Regions from separate parts of the Mus musculus genome. Here regions 2 and 3 are each linked to region 1. A link is a contact called in public Micro-C and promoter capture Hi-C data. All regions are on one chromosome and are shown on one strand. Each heading gives the region's core, a stretch centred on a gene start, on an enhancer-like site or on the middle of the called end of the contact. The rest is flanking DNA. Distances are from core to core; before and after follow the strand shown.

Region 1 (3,994 bases), core at 527-3,026:
TGTGCTCTTCATGGGTAACTGTGGCAGTTTTACAAAGTAGCGGAGTCCCTGGACATAGCTCTTGCCTTTGCCTGTGCTCAGGTGTTAGCGCTTTTCCTGTTGACTGAGAACTTGAGCATAGCAGTTTGTACTCTACCTGATTAGCTATGTCCTGGAAGAGGGGTTTCTGCACTACTCCATTTCGGTGTTCTGAGTTGCTCGGGCGTTCAAAGAGGGACACTTAAGAATGAATTAAGGGCTCCTGGCAGCAAGGAGATCAGCCTCTGTGGACTAGATCTCAAACAGCAGAGCAAAGGCATTATTTATTCATTGTTACACTAAAGCTGTTCTTTGAGTAAAACAAGTTCCTCATACCCAAAGCCCCTGCTCTAATGTTTTGGAAGGAAAACATCGCGCTGCTACAACTTTAGTCCTTATTGGTACAGTATCTAATAATGCAAGATGCTCTAGGTGTGCCAGGATTGTCTTGTGGCCAAAATCATGCAAAGGCTGTAAAGATCCTTCAAAGAAAAAAAAAAACCCAACTCTATAAATAATCATAGAAAACAACCACTGTTTTGCACAAAGATTTCTTAAAGGTCTAAGTCCTTCTAGGAAACCATTGATTCTGTTTACACTACATACAGTGATTCTCCTAAAAATTCCACTATAGTTCCAGCGTAAACACCCTGGAAATAAGTTTCTACACCTTTCCTGCTTAGGTGCACCACTAAACACAGGTTTATACACTATTCATAAATAGTCATAGCGTTGGGCAGTGTTGACTAGAGATTTTCTTTATGACCTTTGAAACCCTAACCCTAACCTTAACTCAAGATCCAACCTACACAGAAACCCTAAATACTAGCATTAACTCTCCTAAGCATCTATCCCTAACACTAAACACAAATCTACCTAACCCTAACCCTCTAATACAAACCATAACCCCAATCCTAACCTTTTAAACCATAGCCCAAAGGTTACCTCAGCCCTCTAAAAAGCATAACCCTAACCTGGGACTCTGAGAGTCCCCGCTTTTTCCGTGTTCTGCCACTAGGTGGGAGCCTCTACAAGCCATTGCTCGCTCTGTTTGGTTAGTCTTTTCGTCTCTGGAGAGTCTGCCGGTTTCTCCGGTTTCTGCCACTGGGTGGCACCGTCTGTACGCTGTGTGTCTTGATTTGTGTTTTTAAAATGTAAAAGTTAATTTAAAAAAAAAAAAAAAAAGGCTCCTTTCCTCTCCTGGACCAGAAATTTCCAGTCATATCAAATCCCAAATAGGCTCCTGAAGTCTCACACACACCCCACCCCCACCCCTGCCACCCAGGCCCCAATAGCCACCTTCACCTGGGCAATGCTTCAGGGACTGTCCATGGACCATAGTTCAAACATATAATGAAGTGTCTGAGAGATACCACTGAGCCTTACAAAGAGAGCAGACATTACTAGACAACTCTAAATCGCCCACTGATATAATCCTCCCACACCCAAACATTAAGGGTTTGTCTTTAAAACACTGTACCCTTGAGCTTGAACACCCAGAGACTTTTCAGATGCATAAGTCCATTCTTTCCTGGTCTGGCCATCAATACAAAAGGACTCATGCATTTTAATTGGCTTAATTGGCATGGTTATCATTAACTAGCTCACATGAATTATTTCTCTATCAATATTCACCCTAGGAACTCCTGAGAGACCAGAGCTTTTGGGTCCAGACTCCATCTTAGAGAACTTGACTTATAGTTGAACTCGAGTTAGCTAACAAGCCTGCAACTAGCAAGAGCTTCTAGGTTACTTCCCAACAAATCTACTCCTCCAGGGTACAAGCCTTCCCCTGGCTAACAACCACCAGTCAGGAGAAAAACAGAAGTTAAGCTTGTGGTTTGGCTCCCAGCCCCAGCCAATTATGTTAAAGGCCATAAAGCTCCCCTCGCCCCATCAATCAAATGTGTCCCAGGCTAGGAACCTTCTTGCTTGTTTGCTTGCCTCTATAAAATGCTTACCTAAAACTAGGCTCAAGGCTCCACCTTCCTGTCCTGCTTGAGTAAAAGACCCTAGTGCGATTGCATCAGAGTCGACTCCTTGGTGGTCTTTTGGGGTTTGAGAACAGGTACACCAACAGCTCAAAACAAATCTAGCCACGTTTGCTTCCAGGTGACCCAGATAGACTCTACCGTCTATTTACTCACCCACCTCCTCCATGCATTTTGGCATGGTGTGAACACAATTCCCATGACAGTCTAGATCACTACTACAGTCTGCCAAGTCTCTTTTCATAAAACAAACAAAAACAAAAAAAACAAAACAAAAAAATCCCTCCTGGGGCTCAGCAAAGCCACTAAGTCCCATACCCATCTGGAGGTCCCTATTAGATCAGCTTTCTCCTTAATTCTCCTGTGAGCATAGTTCTGTCTAGCCCAGAGAACTACAGTCTATGCATAGCTTCTCTTGCTCCTGGTTCCCTCCGTAGCACCTGTCCTATGTTGTTTTCAGTTCATGGACATCTACAGGGACTTCAGACAGAGATAACCAAGTGTTCCTAAGGGCTTTGAGAAGCCAGTCTATTAGGACCGGATTTCTCTCCCAGCCTCTTGGGTTTCGAAGCCTTTGCCTTAAGATGAGATGGGAAGTTACACTGCTATTTCCCTCTCTTCACAGCAGTAAGATGGGTCCCATCTGCTCTCATGTCCCACACCCTCACAAGGCAGGCTGCAACAGGCTCTTCCATTGCTTGTTTTAAAGCCTTTCCCAGTTCCAGAAGTTCAGGCACTGAACATTCTCTGATCATCCTCGTTTTTTCATATAGGGCCATTGTTCATACTCACATCCACACACTGGATGCAGGTGCTGGATGTGAGTATTAACAATGGTCCTATACGAAAAAACGAGGATGATCAGGGAATGTCTTCTATCAATAGCCAGGACCATGCACTCACTACTCCAAACTTACCTTGGGTTCTCTTATGTTTCTGTTCAGATGCCAATTATGTTGTGACAAGCTTTTTCTGGAGAGATGCTATACACACACGTGATGGCTATTCTCTGTTGTTAACTTGACTATATTTAGAATGAACTACAATTCAGAAACAGAGGGCACACCTATGATCCGGATCTTGCTGATGCAAGACACTGTGACTCTAGAGAACTCTAACTAATATACATGTCTACTAACATGTCTCATAATCTGAAGGTCATGAGTTTGATCCTCACACGGGGTCCCAGTTTGTCGACTCTCTGCTGGCAGGTTCAGGCGAGAGGAGAGAACCGGGTCCAGTAGAGTCTCTCTGGGGCTGAGCAGGATGGTAAGGCTCAAAACAAACACATGGGCAGGGAGTGTCAAAGCAGGAACTCATTTTATTGTATCAGTCTTTTGTTTATATAGAGTTAAGAAAGGAGGTGGGGATCTTTGATGAGGTGAGATGATGAGGGTATGAGGTGACTGTCAGGGTCAGTAAAGTTATTCTACATCAGCAGTAGCTAGGCAAAGGCAGGTTGTGCTGAGTCACTCCAGTACAGAAGTCAGGACAGGTCTCTAAACTCGTGCAAAGGCTCACTAGGCCTCAGTATCTGGCCAAATAAGGCCCAACACTCACCCAGATTGGGAGCCCACAACAGACCAGAGTACAGATACCACCATAGTCCAATTTGGAAAACTAATGAATTTTATTGGGGTTGCTTACAGGAATATGGGTGAAGGGTCACTTACAGGAGCAGAAATAACTCAAAGTCAGATGCATCACCAAAGACCACCCCAAAGCAGGTGAAGGCTCACAAAACCTGGAGCAACTACACAGCCTGCGGGCAGCTCAACAGATTGAAGAGCATCCTTTCCAATTGACTCAGTTATTGGTCTAAACCTCTTCCAGGCAGCTGATTGAGTCTCAGAATCTTCTATGCAACTTGACTTGTTTACTCTATCAGGGAGTATCCTAGTGAATCTGGTTGGTTTCAGGGAATTCCTGAAGCTATTTTGAGTTGTTTACTTCCTGGTTAAGGAGCATCCCTGAAGGATGGAATG
Region 2 (4,348 bases), core at 76-2,575, 320 kb after region 1:
GATAATTAAGTAATTCAATGTATTATCCCATTCCACACCTCCAAGAGGCACTGTGGTGTGACAGCTTCAGTTATTCATTCTAAAAAAAAAAAAAAAATGAATTATCTTAAAAAAATATACACCTGGCTCATGCATCTTGGGGAGTCAACGTTCCTGCTTCCTCCAGCTACGGATGCCATAAACTGCTGAAATGTGTATTAACTGTAGGCATTACTCCCAAGTAAGAGCCGACTACTTCTCTAACACAGCTGTCAGAAGAAAACCATCAAAAGCAACGCCATTCAAGAAAAGTACAATGAAATCAGGTAGCAGGACTCCTTCACAAAGGAGTGGATTCTTGAAGGCAGGTCGCTCTTAAATTAAAAAAAGGAAAAAAGAAAAAGAAAACCAAAAAAAAAAAAAAAAACCCGCTAACGCTGCTGAGGGAATGAGAGAACCTCTGTTGGGGGTGGGGTGGGGTGGAATGGGGTGGGGTGGGTATTTTTAGGGCTATTAGCAAACAACTTATTTGATAGATTTGCATCTCCAAGACTTCTGGCCAACATAAACAAAGAACCGCACTCTCCAGCTTCAGAAGCAAGAGTCAGTTAAAAACAAACAAACAAACAAACAAACAAAACCCACCCACACTTAACCCAGTATTAGGACCTCAAGAAGTCAAAGTAGCATGTGACTGATCCGCTGTCAGAACAGGAGCGGGGCTCACCTACACAGGTTATTGAACTTCAAAGACAAAAGATGTGCATGTTGTGGTAGCTGGACCAGCGGCCAACAACTTGACAGAAGTTAAAGAGGTCGGCTCTTCAATGGACACCGCAAGGCCCACCCTCGCGGCGCACCGGTCCTCTCCGGGCACCAGGGTGCCCGCGTCCTGATGCGTCCCTCAGACTCCCTGCCCTCACGCCCGCAGCCGCGAGCCCACAGGCTGGGACGCTCCCCGAGGGCCGCGGCCGAGCGCCGGAGGCCGAGGCGCTGACGAGTGGCCCCGCGAACCCGGTACTGAGCGCTGCGGGGAGGCGCGGCCCGCCCAGCCCAACACACCGGCCTCCGCCCCAGCGGGCGGCCACGGGAGCCCGCCCGCGACAGGGCAGGCGTCCGCCCTCCTTACCTGCGTCCATCTTCCCTGTCCGGCTGCCGACTGACCGTGCCGTCGCTCCGACGGACTACTGCGCGACACGGCGACGGGAAGCCGCGGCAGCCAAGCGCGGCGCAGCGGAAGCGCGGGCGTCGCCATCTCGCCGTACGGCGGTGGGCACGCGGGGGGTGGGGCCTCGGCGCGTGTGGTTCCTAACCGGACGCGGCCGCCCCGCCCCCGGCCCGCGCCGCCGCTTCGGAACACCCGGGAGCCGGCCCGAGCTGCGCTCCTCCGGCGCCGCCATCTTTCCGTACAGACAGCCACCCGCGCATGTCTCGGTACGGACTCACCGCCCGCTGCGGCCGCGACGCCGGCGCCGTGGCCGGGCAGTCCGAGCGCAGCGTGGTGCGGGCGGCAGCGCGCAGCCATCTTGCCGTACGGCTCGGCCGCGGCCCACGTCCCGAGCTGTGTCGCCGCGCTCCCTCGGGGCGGGTCGGGCCAGCGGGCGGGCGGCAAGGATCGGAGCCTGGCGGCGCTCACGACCGAGGCCCGCAATGGTGATCTGCTGCGCGGCCGTGAACTGTTCCAACAGGCAGGGCAAGGGCGAGAAACGCGCTGTCTCCTTCCACAGGTACGCGGCCCGCCTCCGGGTCCGCCACGCCCCCGCCCTGGCCGGGGCCCGCGGGGAAACTGAGGCCGCGCGGCGGGCCGAGCTCCGGGGACCGGGAGTGGGGGGCCGGCTAACCGAGGGTAACTGTGGGAGGTGGACGGGTCGTGGAGCTTTATGACCTTGGCTTGGACCGCCGGCTTTGGGGACCAGCACGGCCATGCCTCGGGCAGAGCGGCCGGAGGCCCCCTCCGCCACCTCCACCAACGGGCGTCGCACTGATTTGGGCTGGCCCTGCCAATTTCAGGAGTATTCTGCAAGGGCGCCTTCTCAGGTTAATCCTGATCTTTGCTTTCGGGCAGTTCTCCACTCTTGCCTCGGCGGGGCAAGCCCGCCCGGAGGTGTGTGGCAGGAGTGCGGCCCGGCGCACGCAGCTCTACTTCCTGCATCCATAGCCCTCATCGCCTTCCTATGGGGTCCTGCGGCCCAGGCACTGGCACCGATCACCTCCCGCATCCTGCACTCTGGCAGAGGCCCGGGGGATGACCGTGGAAAGGGCTTTCCAGGGGGTTCTCGGTGGCCCTTGTGCGGGCCGCGCCTTCCAAAGGCTTTCGAGACTCCCTCAGTTGGTCCTCTCCTGTGATTTCCAACAGGAGTGAACAGCGAGCGAAGGGACTCTGCCTTGGAAGTCACTTCGCACATCCTGCCACCTCTTAGTACTTGGTGTTAAAATTTAAAGATGGGAATGGCACGTATCTGTTGAAAGTTCACAGGGTTACATTAAGTCTCCAGTCCTTAAGACCTGGTTCAAAACAAAACCTAGTAACGTTAAACAATCTTACAAGTCAACCAGAATGTTTCCGTAACAATTTCACATAGAACATGCCCCAGAAGTTTTGTTAACAGTTGAAAATGAGGCAGTGTTGCAAGGACTGATGTTGGCTTCCCCATGTTCTAACATGGTATATGGGTAGACAGTGCCCAAATTGGGGCGGGGAAACTCCAGAAATCTAGCTCACTAAACACTGATAAAGGTTATAAGATCACATTGCTTACAACGTCCAGATCCATCCTATTAAGGCCAGTCTTGGTCCACAGCAGGTTCCTCGAGACTGGAAAAGCTCAGGTGGAGCTCTGAGCACCTGAGAAAGCCTACCATGTGTAGTCAGTTTGGTCTCACAAATCTTGCCTTAAGTGACCATTAAATAGCTTCATTAGATGAGGGAAGAAATTACTAAGCATGTTATTGAACATCTAATTTTTTTTTCCCAGTTTTCCTCTTACGACGTAAAATACTACATAAAATTTACCATTTTTGTCTTTGGGGTGTTTTGGTGTGTGTGCACAGGCACGTGTCTGTGTGTGTGTTTTGAGACAATGTCTCATTGAATTGCCTTGTTGGCCTACATCGCATTGTTTTAGTCTGCTGGTCTTGTAGACGTCCTTCCTCTGCCTCCCAAGCTCGGGAAATACTGGCATGAGCCACCAAGAACAACTGGGTTTTTTGTTTGTTTGTTCTGGTCTTTTCAGAAATCTGCCTGCCTCTGCCTTCCAAGTGCTGGAATTAAAGGGGTGGGCCACCACCACCTGGCCTTGGATTGTTTGTTTGTTTTCTTTTGAGTCAGTGTCCCTTTCCATAGCCCTGATTGTTCTGGAACTCATTTGTAGACAGGCTGGACTTGAACTCTCCTGCCTTTGCCTCCCAACTGCTAGGATTAAAGGTTTACACTACCACCCTAACCTATGACTGACACATTCAGCATAACTTCCCAAAGGTTTACCCAGGCTCCTAAAGGAGGTTTTGCTGCCTACTAAGAGAAATACCTAGGCGAGACATACAAAGTACTCCTACCAGGGAGCCATGCTCCCTGCTCTTTTTTCTGTTCTGTTCTTTTCTTTTCTTTTTTGGTTTTTTTTTTTTTTTTTTTTTGGTTTTTCGAGACAGGGTTTCTCTGTATGGCCCTGGCTGTCCTGGAACTCACTTTGTAGACCAGGCTGGCCTCGAACTCAGAGATCCACCTGCCTTTGCCTCCCAAGTGCTGGGATTAAAGGCGTGCGCCACCACGCCCGGCTCTGTTCTTTTCTTTTGTTTGTCTTGCTTTGAGACAAAAATCTCAGAAGAGACTGGCCTTATGTGTATTGAACGATGACACTGAACTCTGCCAGACAGGCCTTGGACTCACTCTATAACTAGGCAGATGTTAGCCATGGGATCCTCCTACCTCAGAGGAACTGATGTCACGGTTGTGCACCATTAGGCCTGGCTAGAGCTTTTGGGTCTTTATGCTAAAGCTCTTTCCTATACTCTTAGCTACTTGAGCTCAGCTGTGGTTGGTTTTTAGCTGGGCCTCTCAGATATCTCCTGGTCTCTTGCTCCCAGCTCTCTTGCCTGGCTTCTCATTAGGGTTATAGCACCCAGAAACATACTTTTCAGGTACCAGATGATTTGGTCAGTGGTCCACTGGTGAAAGCTTCTTTTTTTTTTTTTTTTTTTTTTTTTGACAGGGTTTCTCTGGACAGCCCTGACTGTCCTGGAACTCACTCTGTAGACCAGGCTGGCCTTGAACTCAGAAATCTGCCTGCCTCTGCCTCCCGAGTGCTGGGATTAAAGGCGTGCGCCACCACTGCCAGAAGTGAAAGCTATTTCTTGTTGTCTGGATTCTACC
Region 3 (4,162 bases), core at 1,120-3,619, 410 kb after region 1:
GACTTGAGCATTACCTCCTGGGGGACACAATGTATCCCTTTCAGACTTGTCGTTATCTTAGTGTACTTAAGAGGGAAAATAGAGACAGGAGGATTAAGAATTCAAAACTATATCACCAGCTAAGCCAGAGTCTAGCCTGGACTACACTGAGACCTTGTCTCAAAAGCAAGCAGAAAACACAAAACAAAACCCAAAAAGCATGTATATTTTTTCTGTTTTATTTTACATCTTATTTATTTATATTTGGGTGGGTAAGGGTAACACATGTGCCATGCCAAGCCTGTAAGGTCAGAGGCCAACTGAGTTGGCTCTCTCCTGTCATGTGGATCCTGGGGACTGAGTCAGTTCTCCAGGCTTGGCAGCAAGAGCCCTGATCATTGGTCATCTCCTTGGCCATTTTCCTCTTTTAATCTAACAATTTTCTTATCAAATTTGGGGATATGTTTTCTATGTGTGCATATACATCAAATATATAGTGTGTGTATGTGTGTGTGTATATATATATGTATATATGTATATATATACATATATGAATGACATGTATTTGTATTTTTGTGTATCTAGTGTATATCCAAGTGGTGAGTGTAGTTTGTGTGTACTAGGTGCAACCATGTATTTTGTATTGTGGTAGATAGGTGTTTGTGTCTATATGTGTGTTATCTGTATTTTGCATGTATGTCTGTGATTTGTATGTAGTTTGAGTACATTGTTATGTGTTTGTATGTGCTGTGTATATTATTTGTTTATTGTTGTTTGACTGTATGTAGTGTGTGTGTATATGTGTGATATGCGGTATATAGTGCTGTGTGTCCAACTGTGGCTGGTGCCCTGGACCCCAACTCACAGTACACGGATAGTAGAATCTATATGTTCTACTTCCATGTCTCTTTTCCCTTGACATCACTTTTTGGATCCACACTAGAGAAGTCGATTTCTTGGCTCCATCTTCCCCTCACAAACTTCACTTACAATCCTATATTATTTGAGTTCATAATTCAAAAGCTACATCTAGCCAGGCAGTGATGATGCACCACACCTTTAGTCCCAGCATTTGGGAGGCAGAAGCAGGCAGATTTCTGAGTTCCAGGCCAACCTGGTCTACAGAGTGAGTTCCAGGAAGGCCAGGACTACATAAAACCAACCTGTCTCAAAAACCAAACAAACAAAGGAACAACCCATACCCTTCTATTCCCACATCTATATCAACACAATGTACCATGTTTTTCTGAGATATCTATGATGCTCTGGAGTGCCTGGTCACCCTTTCAGTCACATTTCCCAGGAGTAGGAGCAGGAGTGATTTCCTCCTTCAATGGAACTGGTGTTTCCTATTTACTTTGACAAGTTGGCCTTAATTCCCTGGTATTAATCCCCAGATGCTTAGCATGGCAAAGAGGCTCTGCAGAGGGCAGATGAAGACAAGCTTAGGAGTTAGGGATGGTCCTGGATCTTCACAAGAGAATCTTTGTGAGGAGGAAGCAGGCAGGCTGGGACTTGAGATGCTTCAATGGAAGTAGATAGGAGAGATGCTGTTACAGGCTTTGTAATGCACAGAGAAAGGGTCTGAGACATTGGATGGGGGAAAAGGTCCTTCCTCAGGGAAGACAACAACCAAGTAGGGATAAGCCCACCCACACCAGAGTAGTTCTGAAAAGAGAGAGAGAGGGCACCAGGCTGAGCCTCCCAAAGACCCTTCAGTCCCTTCCAGCTAGGGCTAAAGACTGCTATCTCGGGAGAGTCTGATGATACCCAACCGTCAGTCCAACTGCCATGCTCAGAACATAAGAGAATAAGGAATTTGTGTTACACCAGTAGGTCTATGGTAATTTGTTACAGCTCTCCTAGAAGATGGACAGAGTGATTTAACTGTGAGCACGAGTGCTCACATCACTACACGCGTCACAGCTCTTGTTCCGCAGGGGAGAGGGGATGCTTTGGGGCACTTTGGGGTTGCTCTTGTGTCCCTCCTCAGAGGTAAACTGCTCATATATAAAATGTTGTGTCCTGGGGACACGGACATCTGCCTCAGTTCCCACTTGCAACCTGGACCAAGCCAACCTACCAGGACCAGGATCCAGGATCCAGGCTTCACTGGGGGAAAAAAAATCCTCATCTGCAAACCCAATGCTAGTTGGTATATATCCTTGCCTGAGGCTCCGCCTCTGTGACTTGTCCCTCCCCACCACTTTCCTCACCACCACCCCCCACCCCCCGCCCATGACCACAGCCCCTCCCCCTGGAGGATCTGCCTTACAAAGATCCTTGCTTGGGTTGGGGTGGGGAGTTGTTCACCTTCCATAGGGTTCAGGCCCTACCAAGATCTGCCCCTACAAATGGCTGAGCTCCATTAGGCTCTGCCCCTCGCTCACAAGAATCTGTCCTATGCCAGAGCTCCTTCACCCTACACTGCCCTACAGCCCGCCCTTCCGATGTTCCTCACCTTGTGACAGTCGGAGAGCCGAGATTACTAAAGTCTGGAGATGGAAAGGGAGTGTGTACGTGTGTGTGTGTGTGTGTGTTTTCTTCCTCTAGTGCCGAGGCCACTCCTCCGCTCCCTCAGAGCGGCAGGAAGTGTACACTTGCCAGCCGCGTGCTGGTTGTCAGGGACAAAGAGGACCTCTTCGGTGGCTACGGGTCCTCTTGTGCCCCCAGGCGGCCAGTTGTCCCAGAGAAGCACCAGGTCCCTTAGAAGTTGAACCTGGGGTCCAGGTTTCATCTCCCTCTAGGGAGCTGGATACATATTGCAGTGTGTCTGCGCTGCTCCAGTGAGTCTCAGGGGCAGGAAACTGGTGGCCCATGCTTCCTGTTGGGACTTTAGTTTTTCCCTGTGGATAAACATTCTTTTCTTTAGTTTGTTCCTGGTTCTGAGAGTTCACACCCCGCGGCAAAATATATACTTTAAAACAGAATTGTTCTGAGATTTCAAAGTCAAGGCCAGCAGTCACCTCTCACCCCACCTCCACCCCCGAGTATAACAGTAAATCCTGGGTACACTCCACTAGGAAGTTTAAAAAGCACACAAAATTAAAAGCCGCAACTGCTGTATGATGATAAGGACTCTTGTGGCATATTTCACATCCAAAAGAAGATTCTTGCTTATGTCAAACACCTGAGGCTCCAAAACCTGACTTTACACTTAATGTAACATCCGCATTATGTTCCTCTGGCCTTCCCATTTCTACAGGCCGTGTGAAATTCCATCGCACAACTGGGATTCTTGGCTCACTCTCCCTAGACAGTCTGACCTTGTCCTTGATGTTTGATAAACCAGGCGGAAGGAAGCACGCATCATGGATGGGGAGGGGGTTGTCTGCCAGGACTCTACACTGCTGCAGACACTGGACTCTTTGATCTGGAAAAGACCACGAGTTCGCTGCCCTTTTCAGTCCCAGGAGAGATAAAGGGTTAGCAGTCACATTTCTACCAGTCTGAGGGGAAACAGACACAAAGAGAGAAACAACTGGCCTTCACAACGTGAATAGGTGGAGAAGTGGAAGCCTGGGTAACCTGCAGAGACCCCAGGAGCCCGGTAGAGGGTGAGCTGGTAGGAGGAGCCAGGTAGAGGGTGGTGCTGGTAGGAGGAGCCAGGTAGAGAGCCGGGGTTGGTGGGAGGAGCCAGGTAGAGGGCTGGGGTTGGTGGGAGGAGCCAGCAGCTCTGCTCTCGAAGTGGTCCTATAGGGCTCTATCCTGACACCCAAAGGGAAACTATCACATCTGGGGCATTCTTCCTCCCTGCTGAGAGGTCGCAAGGACAGTGACAACGGCATTATGCCACCTATTTCCAGTCATTCCCAGGCTTTTCTCCTGCGCAGCCCTTCTGCAGTCATTGTTCTGAGGGAGCCCTTGATCCCACTGATGGAATAGGAACATGGCTGTGTGATTGGGAGCTCTTGGGAGCTGGCTCCTCAGTCTACACACACACACTCTGGCATGCACCCACGCACACGCATGCAAGTACACAAGTAATTCAGAAAGTCTTTTCTGGGACTCTTGTCTGGTTAGAAGTGAAATCGCCTGGCCTAGGAGAAGGAAGTCCAAACACAGGGCAGGTGCCTGCTGTCTTCTCTTGGTGTCCTCACAGAGCTCTACCCCAGCATTCTCATTATCTCCCTGGGAGCACAGGCTTCTCCAATCCTCATATAATTCAACTGGGCCCCAAATG

Evidence for each region. Promoter capture Hi-C pulls out the DNA fragments that hold promoters and counts their contacts. A called contact is a pair of places that touch in the nucleus more often than the background predicts.
Region 2: a promoter capture Hi-C map of the HPC-7 cell line shows a contact between it and region 1, with 4 times the contacts expected there. The contact joins the promoter of Thap4 here to the enhancer-like site in region 1. A contact is called at or near these places in 1 of 39 promoter capture datasets (the HPC-7 cell line), 1 of 484 Hi-C or Micro-C datasets (CD4 T cells), 2 of 115 datasets of contacts at active chromatin or transcription factors (embryonic stem cells and extraembryonic endoderm stem cells) and 1 of 9 other capture datasets (pancreatic islet).
Region 3: a contact with region 1 is called in a Micro-C map of the G1E-ER4 cell line. The contact joins two enhancer-like sites. A contact is called at or near these places in 1 of 15 datasets of contacts at CTCF or cohesin (embryonic stem cells) and 5 of 484 Hi-C or Micro-C datasets (the G1E-ER4 cell line and embryonic stem cells).

The regions. Positions count from the first base shown.
Region 1 is chr1:94,076,358-94,080,351 of GRCm38.p6, reverse strand. No RefSeq gene overlaps it. Among named protein-coding and RNA genes, the nearest start is that of Pdcd1, 26 kb to the right of the region's middle. Within about 2 kb of position 1,776, at least 39 of the 459 cell types and tissues checked have an H3K27ac peak or open chromatin away from gene starts, as enhancers often do. A contact at or near this core is called in the G1E-ER4 cell line and the HPC-7 cell line, where this site is marked.
Region 2 is chr1:93,751,815-93,756,162 of GRCm38.p6, reverse strand. It overlaps Thap4 (THAP domain containing 4), which reads left to right and starts at 1,325. Exons shown (of 6, transcript NM_025920.3): 1 at 1,325-1,706. The coding sequence starts at 1,630. Atg4b (autophagy related 4B, cysteine peptidase) reads right to left here and starts at 1,258. Exons shown (of 13, transcript NM_174874.4): 1 at 1,109-1,258. The coding sequence starts at 1,118.
Region 3 is chr1:93,667,363-93,671,524 of GRCm38.p6, reverse strand. No RefSeq gene overlaps it. Among named protein-coding and RNA genes, the nearest start is that of Bok, 16 kb to the left of the region's middle. Within about 2 kb of position 2,369, at least 168 of the 459 cell types and tissues checked have an H3K27ac peak or open chromatin away from gene starts, as enhancers often do. A contact at or near this core is called in the G1E-ER4 cell line, where this site is marked.